2 separate regions of the Ovis aries genome follow, and region 2 is linked to region 1. The links are chromatin contacts, called in public Hi-C maps. All regions are on one chromosome and are shown on one strand. Each heading gives the region's core, a stretch centred on a gene start, on an enhancer-like site or on the middle of the called end of the contact. The rest is flanking DNA. Distances are from core to core; before and after follow the strand shown. Region 1 overlaps BCL2 (BCL2 apoptosis regulator). Region 2 has its middle 16 kb from the start of VPS4B.

Region 1 (5,364 bases), core at 1,582-4,081:
GTTTCCAAAGAGGAGATTCAACAGGACTGTGTTAAATAAATAAATCTTATTTTTCTCAATAATGTAAAAAATAAATTGCATTTTCCTTTGGCAGTAAGTAGCTGATTCAACGTTGAGCCTGAAAGCTGTTTGTGGTGGTGTTGGTGGTGGTTGGTTGGTTGGTTTTTTTTTCTTTTTAAGAGTCTACAGCTTCGCTTCAGCGGTGCAGCAGTGCCAATGCGGATTATTTCTACTGCTTTCACGAACCTTTTGCATATTTGTTGGTGGCAGGCCTGTGGACTTCACTTATGGCCCAGATAGGCACCCAGGGTGATGCAAGCGCCCACCAGGGCCAGACTGAGCAGTGCCTTCAGAGACAGCCAGGAGAAATCAAACAGGGGCCGCATGCTAGGGCCATACAGCTCCACAAAGGCATCCTGCAGAGGGGGAGAGGGCAGGAGAAAAAGAGTGTTAGAGTATTAAATGTTTCCTGTTACTATAACAAAAAAAGTGCCAGCGCAGTGCCAGCCGACCGGGGGAGAGGCATCTGAAGTGCCTTGCACCTTCAGAAGGGTGAGGGCAAAGGTCAAATGTGCTTTGGGGATAATGATTTCAGACCCACTCTTTTCACTTTCATTCAGGACATACTTATTGAGACCTTACACACACACCAGGCACAGCAGAGACTCAGCCATGAGTGAAGCAGACCAAAAGCTCAAACGTCTCTGATCCAGTGAAATGGGACAGACAGTGAACAAAACTTGGATGCATCGTAGAGTGTATTAGAGAGCCGTAACTGCTAACGGCAGAAATGAAAGGGCAGAAGCAGTAGAAATACTGGAGGCTTTGCAGTTTTAGCGAGCATGGACATTCGTAAAACTAATTTAAAAAGAAACCCCAACTACTCCTTTCCTGAATGCTTGCTCTAGGCCAGGCACTTGTAGCGAATCCCTGACATGCATTATCTTCTTTATTCTTCACACCCATCTTAAAGGGCCCTTTACTTTGTTCTTGTGCTGTAAGAAAAGAGCCGAGACCATTGAATGCTCATTTCTCAGATTTGCTGGGGACGATCAGACTCTGTGTTTGGACCCAGTGAGCATTTGGATAACTCTGTCTGAATATATGGGCTTCCTGGCTGACCCAGGTGGTAGAGGATATGTCTGCAGTGCTGGAGACACAGGTCAGTCCTCAGGTCAGGAAGATCCCCTAGGGGAGGGCATGGCAACCCACTCCAGCATTCTTGCCTGGAAAATCCCATGGACAGAGGAGCCTGGCGGGCTGCAGTCGTTTGGGTCACACAGAGTCGGGCTGGCCTGAAGCAGCTGAGCGTGGATGCATGCCCGTCTGAATATGTAAAGCAGCGAGTGGAGTGTTTTTCCCTTGGTGGATTAATCAGGTATGAAGGGGAAAACAAGACATAGTTCCAGTTAGCCCCCCAAACCTGGAATTAGCACACAGTTTCACTAAGGGAGACGGCGCATACAGAGGTCCAGCCTCACTGTGTGAGGAGCGGCTGATGATGCTGACCACGCTTTTGTCTGTCTGGGGCGAGTATTCAGTAGAGGGATCAGGTGTTATTTTTGTCTCCCCAGTGCTGTGCATGGTCTTAGTACATGTAGGTGTTTGAGAAATGTTTGTTCAGTTAATGATTAAGGTTTTCTAACATCAAACATTGGTTTGAATTCTGTATTTGGCCTAATACATTACCCAGATACTCTGCCTGTTTGAAATTATTCCTTTTACATACAACCACCTCTGGAAATCTTGGCAGTAATCTTGAAGGTGAACATTTAAGGCATCATTAAGGGGAACTTCCTGTGTTATTAAGTATAAATGTGCACAATTATTTTTCATGACTACATAATTTTCCACCACGTATATTTATATATCTGTATCTGTGCTGTACTTTATTTAACCAATTCTTTTTACTTTTTAAATTATTTTTAATTGGAGGATAATTGCTTTACAACGCAGTACTGATTTCTGCTAAACAACATACAACTGCTCAAATATTCCCTCCCTCTGGAGCCCCTTTCTCCTCCCCCATCCCTCCCCTCTAGGTCATCAAAGGGTGCCAGGCTGGGCTCCCTGCGTTATAGACCAGCGATTTGTAAATTCTTATCTATGCATTTGGATTTAGGTTTTGTTTTTGTTTTGAGACAAATTCCCAGAGTTGATCAAAATTGCTTCCCACAGTCCTGAAGGGTTTGTGCTGAGCTATCCTCACTCTCTCACTGCCCCAGTGACCTTGGCACCTTTTACAAAAAGCAGACAAGAGGGAATTCCCTGGCAGTCCAGTGGTTAAGACTCTGCACTTTGACTGCCGAGAGTATGGGTTCAGTCCCTGGTTGTGGAACTTAAGATACCACAGGCTGTGCAGCCAGAAAAACATGAAAACAAGAACTAAACAGACAGAACCCCACAAAGGCAGACAAGGGTTTAGGGTGGTGCGTCTCACTGGGGGTGGTCCTGACCCCCCCCCCCCCCGCCATGACATGTCTTTGGTGGTCATGGTCTGGGGGAGAGGGTGCTGCTGGCATCCGATGGCAGAGACCATAGGTGCTCTCCACTGCCCCGCGCGGGACAGGACGGCCCCAGCACAAGAATCATCCCCCCCAAGTGCCAGTGGTGCTGAGACTGAGAAGCCTTGTGAAGAAAGGTCCAGAAGAAACGCCACAATCACAGCCCTCAGAAGACCCAGATGGTCGATCTAGTGTGTCCATAGCTTTGGTCAAATTAGCGCCAGATGAGTTAGCTAGCCGGGACAAGGAACTGCTCCCCTACACGTGGGTGACCTCTACCTTCAGAGGTACTGGATTAACTTCTACCAGGAGAGGGCGCAAGGGTTTTCTTCTTCCTTAATCTATTGTTAAACAGTTTTCTGAGTTTGAGTCTTAGCAAAGCAAGGCAATAGACATAAATAGCACATGTGCTTAGCGCCCTAGGCCCAGAGCTGAGCTGACAACCACGGCTGTTCGTCAGGACACCGACCTTCGCTACATGTCGGGGGGTAAACGGGGCAGGAAGGAGTCAGGACCGGTATAGAGAAACTTGCCTCTTGCAGAGTGCACCCCCGGACCCCACAGACACAGGAGCAGACATCTAACAGCCCTCCCCTCCGTGCTGGTTTCTCTAACGGCGGGAAGGCTGGAACCCCCATACACCAGCCAAAGGCACCCGGACTCCTCGGAAGGGCGCACTGGGCGGTAGGCACTTCAGTTCCATGTCGTGAGGGTCGGCGGCTGGGCCCTGAGTCCCTTTAGTTATCAATGGAGGTGTCTGTGGCGGGATATGGAAGAGACTAAGGCCTCAGCCACCTGACCCTTCCAGACCAGGCGCCCCCCTCGGGAGACAGGGGAAGCAGGGAGACTCGGGCCGCTCTGCCTGGTGTCGACCCCCCCGGGCGGACGAGACGCCTCTCCCAGTACCCCAGCCCTGGGCCGGAAGACCTCCCTGCCCAGCCTCAGCCGCTTGTATAAATAACTGTGCTTCACGGCCCATTTCTGATGTGCATTACAAAGAAAGAAATCATTTCTGAAGTGGGATGAGCTAACATAGCATCTCTTAACCCAAAGCATGGGCACGGAGGGATCTGGGAACGAGCCCTGAGCTCAAGGGAGGAGGTCTGTGTGGAATCCTAGCTTTGACATTTTATTGCCTGTGACCTTGAACAAATTACCCGAGGCTGAGCTTCATTTATCTCACCCATAAAACTGGTTGTTGTGAAGATAAACGTAGGTGACTCGGGCCATTTGTAAACGTGGCCCCGAGCGTGAACTAGAGGAAACATCACCCGGCTCTCTGGTCTGTCCTCTTGCTAACCTGCTGTGATCCTCCTCAAACTGCCCTAGCCTCCAGGCGGTCTGCTGAGCCTGCTAATTTCCAGAAACAAGCGGCCAGCTCCCTCTAAGGTGTCAGCTCTTGGTTCTCAAGATAGTTGATGATTTCTAAAGAAATCGTGAATTCAGACGTACACACATGATGTGTTCTGGCGGAAAATTGGAAGCGATAACACACGCCCAGCTCTACTTCCTCATAGATTATTAAGTCAGGCTGTAGGGCCGAGAGGCATCATTTAATGCGCGACCCCCCCCCCCCCCCCGCCCCTGAGATGGAATCTACCCCATAATCTGCCCGTCTATGATTCTAAAGTGCAGAGCAGAGCCTGTGGTTTCAGGAGTGAAGCTCCGAAAGCTATTTTCACGGGGGAGTCTTCTTGCTTTCTCAAACATCCTGATCAGGGTGATTTCCGAAGTCTGTTTGAACAGTCTGTCATTATTTGTTTAAGTCTGAAAGCTGTTTTAAATAAACACATGCTCATTCTATGTATTAGAAGCAACAGAGAGGGAAGAAGAAAGCCCGGGCCGTCGTCACATGATTTGGACAAAGCCCCCGCCTGTATGTTCAGGGTGCACGCAGCACCTGGTTGTGTTGGGACTGGCCAGGGCTCTGCCCGACCTCAGGGATGGGCACGGCAGGTCTCCAGGGGAGGGCCCCTTCTCCTTCTGTTAGCCCCCAACTTCAGAGGGGAGGCAGGCAGCGCCCCAGCTCTGGAGGCCCTTTTGCAGACAGCTTCCCCACAGACTTCCCATTCAGAGGCCACAGATGGCTGGAGTCTGAGTTCCAGCAGCGCCGACCTCAGAGGAGCAGGGCAGCTAATGCCCCAAGCCCAGGCCCTGGCTGCAGGGCTGGGAGTCGGCCAGGGAGGTGTGGACGGACCAGGTAGGAACAGACAGCTCAAGTCAGCGAAGGTGGGAGGAGGGGGTCAGAGTGTCCTGTCCCTGCCCTGGGACCACTCAGCCCCATCCCTCCCGCCCCCATCCCCGCCACACCTCCCTCAAGGCAGCCCACTCTCCATCCCTCCCTCAAGGCAGCCCACTCTCCAAGATTTTCCTTTCCCCTTCAGGTCCTTCAAAAAGTTTTATTTAAACCTGATTCCGAATAAAATGAGATTTAAAAACCAATGAATCAGAATGGCAAGAACTGAAGAAGACCACTGAGTTCCACTGAAAAGGATGGTGTGGGGGTGGGGGCAGGAGCCCAGAAACCCTCACACAGCTCAGGGGCTCTCAGGAGCAGGTAAGCGGAGAGGCCGTTCATGTTTGGAAATGCGCAACAGAAGCTTTAAAAATATTGCTCATGTGTTAGCGATTCTACTTCTAATTATCTTGAAAACAATTAATAAAACTTTAAAACAAAAATATCTGAAAATATGATAGTGAGTATGTTATGGTTTAGTCGCTCAGTCGTGTCTGACTCTTTGTGACCCTGTGGACTGTAGCCCGCCGGGTTCCCCCATCCATGGGATTGCCCAGGCAAGAACACTGGAGTGGGCTGCCATTCCCTTCTCCAGGGGATCCTCCTGATCCAGGGATCGAACCC
Region 2 (5,364 bases), core at 1,722-4,221, 310 kb after region 1:
CTCTTTGCTTCATCTTGTTTGGAGCAATAGTGATCTCGTGAGGTGCAAAATTAGAAGCCCTTTACATTTTACAGTGATGTTGGATTTGGGAGTCAACTCCGAGTGAGCTCACTCATCCCACTTTTGGGCATCTGCCATTCTCTGTCCTCGAGCCCGGGACTCCCTGTGGATTCTCACAAGTGAGCACTGATTTGCACTTGCTGCGATGGCTTTCCCGGCCTCTCCTTGCATAAAGCACGCTTCCTGTTCTCAGAGTCTATAGTCCATTCCTCTCATGAGGGATCGGGGTGGACAGTCCCTGGAGACAAGTGTGAGCTGAGTGTTACCGTCAGCAGATGCTGCAGGAGGGAGGAGAGGTTGCTCCCGGCTGGGCCAGGTGGCCTCCTGATGGGCACGGGCTCTCGAGCTGGCCCTCGGCAGCGAAGGAGGGGAAGCTCAGGCCAGGTGTGGGACCGGACGGTGCTAACCACGTGGTCTGTGCACAGAAATTACACAGAGGATTCTTACTGCAGAATCAGTCCATCAGCTCCTTTCTGCCATGGACGTTTCTCAGCCTAACACATGGAAGAGAAGTGGGCGTCGTATGCTGGATGTGTGAGCTTGGCTGCATAATGTGTCCATGTAGAGTTCAGTTTTCTCGACAGTCACAGCCAGCTGGGTTGGTGCTAGGTGGAACATGTTCGTGGCAGAAGGCAGCCCCTGGGAACCGTGAGGTGTCCGTCTCCCTCTGCCCCGCGTCCACACGCGTTTGGTATGTACACGGTGCCGTCACGTCATGTTTATCTCCTGAGTTTACTCATTGTACGTAAGAGTTTATTCACAAATTAATTCACATATTTCCGTGAATAAATCCAAACGTAGTCAGTCTGTAGACTTCCTGGTTCTCTGTTATCTCTGGGATATTTCTGTGATGGATGGAAAGACATTAATCAATAATTCAAAAGACACCTTATCGAAAGTCTAAGCGCACAAAGCAAAGACTGTGGCTGGGGCTTTTGGTGGACCAGCTCCAAAGTCACCCTTTATTCTAAGTGTTTTCGTGTGCTGCTGTGATAAAACAGGACAGACTTTGTGGCTTCAGGCAACAGATTTTATCCTTGCACCAGGAAGTCTGGTGGGTGGGTGGGGGGGGGCGGTGCTTCCGTGGTGGCTCAGATGGTAAAAAATCTGCCTGCAATGCAGGAGACCTGGGTTAAATCCGTGGATCAGGAAGATCTCCCGGAGAAGGGAGTGGCTACCCACTCCAGTACTCTTGCCTGGAGAAGCCCATGGACAGAGGAACCCGGTGGGCTACCGTCCTAGGGATCGAAAAGAGTTGGACACGACTGGATGGCTAACACAGCGCTGGAAGGCTGGAGGTCCCCAGTCAAGGTACTGGCAGATGGGACTTCCTGGTGGTCCAGCGGTTAAGACTTTACCTTCCAGTGCAGGGAGCGCAGGCTAGATCCCTGGGCAGAGAGCTAAGATCCCACATGCCTTGCAGGCAAAAGCTCAAAACGTAAAATAGCAGCGATATTGCAACAAATTCAATAAAGACTTTAAAATGGTCCACATCAAAAACAATAGAACCTTAAGTGCTGGCAGAGCACGCTGCCTCTGAAGGCTCCTGGGGCGGGTCCTTTCTCGCCTCTCCCGGTGTCTGGGTGTCCATGCCCCTGGGCGCTCCTCGGTTGGTGGACAAACCAACCGCTCCAGTCTCTGCCTCTGCCTCACATCGTGGTCACTTCACGTCTGAACCTCTGTCCTCAAATTTTCCTTTCCTTCTAAAGACACCACCCACCTTGGATTTAGGGGCCCGCTAATCCAGTAAGACTTCTTCTGAATTTTTAAAAAACTGAGATAGATTGACATGTAACATTATATTAGCATCTGGCACACAAGATATGTCTGTGCACTCACGCTAAGTTGCTTCAGTGATGTTCCACTCTTTGTGACCCCAGGGACTGCAGCCCACCAGGCTCCTCCATCCATGGGATTCTCCGGGCGAGAAAACTGGAGCGTGTAGTGGGTACCCCTTCTCCAGGGGATCTTCCGGATCCAGGGATCGAACCCTGGTCTCCTGCACTGCAGGCAGGTTCTTTACCATCTGAGCCGCCAGGGACGCCCTGGTCTCCGTTGGTTCCTGCTTAATTCCTGAGCTGGATTCTCTGGGCTTCCCTTCAGTTCCCTCCGGGTCCAAGTACCCTTTCACCTAATTCCCTCTCCGTCTCAAATACAAAAAGTCTGATTTTTGTTGTTGTTGTTGCTGCTGTTGTTCTCAAGCAAGAACTCTGAGTAATGGCAATACCATATTAAAGTAATTTATTATCCAAACAGTTCCAGAAGGTTCCAAGGGGCAGCAGAACCCGAGGACAATTAGCTTCAGGAGAGTAACTTCCATTAAGAACATTATGGCAGGACATTAAATATTGACTACCAAGTTATCCTTTTGTTGTAAATATTTTATACAAATGACAAAGGATAAAGCTACTTTATAAATAAAGTAGTTACATCAGAAAATTTCAGACTTTACTCTTCAGTATCTAGAGGTCTGAAAGGGAAATTCAAATTATTTTAAAAATTGAAATTCAAAGCTTTATGAAAAAAATAAAAGGAGTTCAACTAGCGTTATTCCTTTTAATAATTTTCCTGGCTGTTGAAGCAGTCCCCCAGTGCAGGACCATCTGCAAATTTAAGGAAATTCTCCCGTTCAGTATGAATTAATTTTCTTGCTTCAACCAACGTATCTGTAAAGCAATTAACCAGCCGTTGGAGAAGGAAAAGGCAACCCACTCCAGTACTCTTGCCTAGAAAATCCCATGGACGGAGGAGCCTGGTGTCCATGGGGTCGCAGAGAGTCGGACACGACTGAGCGACTTCACTTTCACTTTCAAAGTAGCTGCGGCTCCCGGCTGCGCGCGGTCCCGGGCTAAGTGTGGCAGGCGCGCCCTCTACTGGCGACTCACAGAAACTGCCCGCTCTCTACTCACGAGGCGGCAAAGAAAGCGAAAGAGGCGTCACGTGGTCTTCCCCGGGGCTCGGATGGTGAAGATCCGCCCGCAGTGCGGGAGACGCAGGTTCGATGCCTGGAGAAGGGAGTGGCAACCCACTCCAGCACTCTTGCCTGGGAATTCCCACGGGTGAGCCTGGTGGGCTACAGTCCAGGGGGTCCCAAAGAGTCGGACACGACGGACACGGCTCTGAGCGACTTTCTTTCTCTTTCTGTAGTCAGCGGCACTGGACCCTTTGGGACCCCCTGGGCTGTAGCCCCCCAGGCTCGTCCGCGGGACTCTGCAGGCAGGCCTACTGGAGTGCGTCGCCTTTTCCTTCTCCGCGAGCTGTGAAACAGGGCTTCAAAAGCAGGAAGCAGTTCTACTGTAACCCCCTGGAAAATTGTCTGAGGTAGTAGCCTCAGGGTAGGAACAAGAAAAGAAATCAGCTGTGAAGGAATCTTGGCCTACCGCTCTCTGAATTAAAATGAAAAATGCATCCCAATAGAACGTTTGTTCAGTAGAAAAATTGCAAAATCCACAAATGTGAGCCAAGTATTAATTTTAAATTTCCTAGTGGCCATATTTTTTAAAAAAGTAAAGCCAAACAAGTAAAATTTATTTTAATTATGCATTTCCTGTTCAACCCAATATATCCAAAACGCTATCACTTCAGCATGCAATCCATATAAGAAATTAATTAGCTATCCTTCACTGAGCTTAAGCCTTTGAAATCTGGACTGTATTTTCCACTAGTGGTACGGCCCAGTTTGGACTAGCCACACTTCAGGGGCTCGGTAGCCCCCTGGGGCTAAGGGTTGTTAATTAGACATCGTGGGAGCAGAGAAACTCCAACAGCAAGGACAGGAACACAACAGATAAGACATTAGCTGTCTCATAATTTATAATTCATAGCTCAGGGTGGCATCTCACAATTTTTCCAAAAGCTGTTTAGAAAAGGACCGTCAAAGAGGAATAAATTGGCCGTCAAGAACATTGTTGATGATGCTCTGTACAAGGCTCTGGAGAGTGATTTGACATCACACACCCAGAGCTTTCAAACGTTCGGAACTTACACTGTGGGAACCGGAGCAGCAGGGTCTGAGCACAGGCTGGCTCTGGGTACTGAGAAATGGAGTATTTCCCACCACATCAGGGAACAAGGACGTCACCACATCGGTGTTGCAGCCCTCCAACGTGAGCCAGGGAGCCCCAAGGGCACTCAGGAAGGACGAACCTCAGGCTGCAGCCAGCCCTCCAGAGAGCCCCACGGGAGCTCGAGATGTGGAAAAACACAGGCAACTGGCCTGCACGGTGGAGGTGCACTCGGAAGGAATGAATTCAGGGAGCCCAGACGGCTGCATCCTCCCACACGCGCACTAAATTCCTCAACTTGGGGTACCCGGCTCTCTTTAATTAATAATGCTCTCTTGACGTTCAGCCTACCTGCCTTTTGTTGCAAAACCTCCATATAACCTGCTCCGCCCCTCACCTCCTGGAGCCGTTCTCTCAGCCTTACTTGAGGTGCTGCCTCCCGGGTTTGTTGCTGGTCAGTCGCTCAGTCATGTCCGACTCTGGCAACCCCATGACCTGTCCATCACCAACCCCCAGAGTGCACCCAAACTCGTGTCCATTGAGTCGGTGATGCCATCCAACCATCTCATCCTCTGTCGTCCCCTTTTCCTCCTGCCCCCAATCCTTCCCAGCATCAGGGTTCTTTCCAATGAGTCAGCTCTTCGCATCAGGTGGCCAAAGTATTGGAGTTTCAGCTCCGGCATCAATCCTTCCAATGAATATACAGGGCTGATCTCCTTCAGGATGGACTGGTTGGATCTCCTTGCAGTCCAAGGGACTCTCAAGAGTCTTCTCCAACACCACAGTTCAAAAGCATCAATTCTCTGCGCTCAGCTTTCTTTATAGTCCAACACTCACATCCATACATGACCACTGGAAAAATCATAGCCTTGACTAGATGGACCAGTCTTAAAAATTTCCACTGAGTAAAGTATAACGCTCAGCTTCTAGGCCATGGCTAGAAGTGTTTTAAAGCTTAAACCGTGTCTCAGGTGGGCAGCATCGAGCTCCCGTTTGACAGCAGCATGGCTCTCTGTCCTTCCACCTGGTGCACCTCTGTGGGCTCTCAGGGTGATGCAGCTGTCAGTGGCAGAGGTCTAGCCCGGACTCATGGGAAGAGCCTAGAGACTGCTCATCAGCACTTTCTTGGCGGGCTTTCCTTACTCTTCTTGTGGGATCTGAGCCTGGATGGCTAAGTTAAATGTAAGATGCATGTATAAAATTAATGAATTAATGCATATAATTTAACTAATTAAAATAAGCATATAATTAAGCTCATGAAATGTACTGTTGATTATAAACGTCTTTGTCCTCAGGGGCA

What was found. A called contact is a pair of places that touch in the nucleus more often than the background predicts.
Region 2: a Hi-C map of liver shows a contact between it and region 1, with 3 times the contacts expected there. The contact joins two enhancer-like sites. A contact is called at or near these places in 6 of 16 Hi-C or Micro-C datasets (blood, hypothalamus, liver and 2 more).

The regions. Positions count from the first base shown.
Region 1 is chr23:61,708,595-61,713,958 of ARS-UI_Ramb_v3.0, forward strand. BCL2 (BCL2 apoptosis regulator) reads right to left here. Exons shown (of 2, transcript XM_012103831.5): 2 at 1-416. The coding sequence ends at 282. Among named protein-coding and RNA genes, the nearest start is that of BCL2, 190 kb to the right of the region's middle. Within about 2 kb of position 2,832, at least 9 of the 54 cell types and tissues checked have an H3K27ac peak or open chromatin away from gene starts, as enhancers often do. A contact at or near this core is called in liver, where this site is marked.
Region 2 is chr23:62,015,145-62,020,508 of ARS-UI_Ramb_v3.0, forward strand. No RefSeq gene overlaps it. Among named protein-coding and RNA genes, the nearest start is that of VPS4B, 16 kb to the left of the region's middle. Within about 2 kb of position 2,972, at least 19 of the 54 cell types and tissues checked have an H3K27ac peak or open chromatin away from gene starts, as enhancers often do. A contact at or near this core is called in liver, where this site is marked.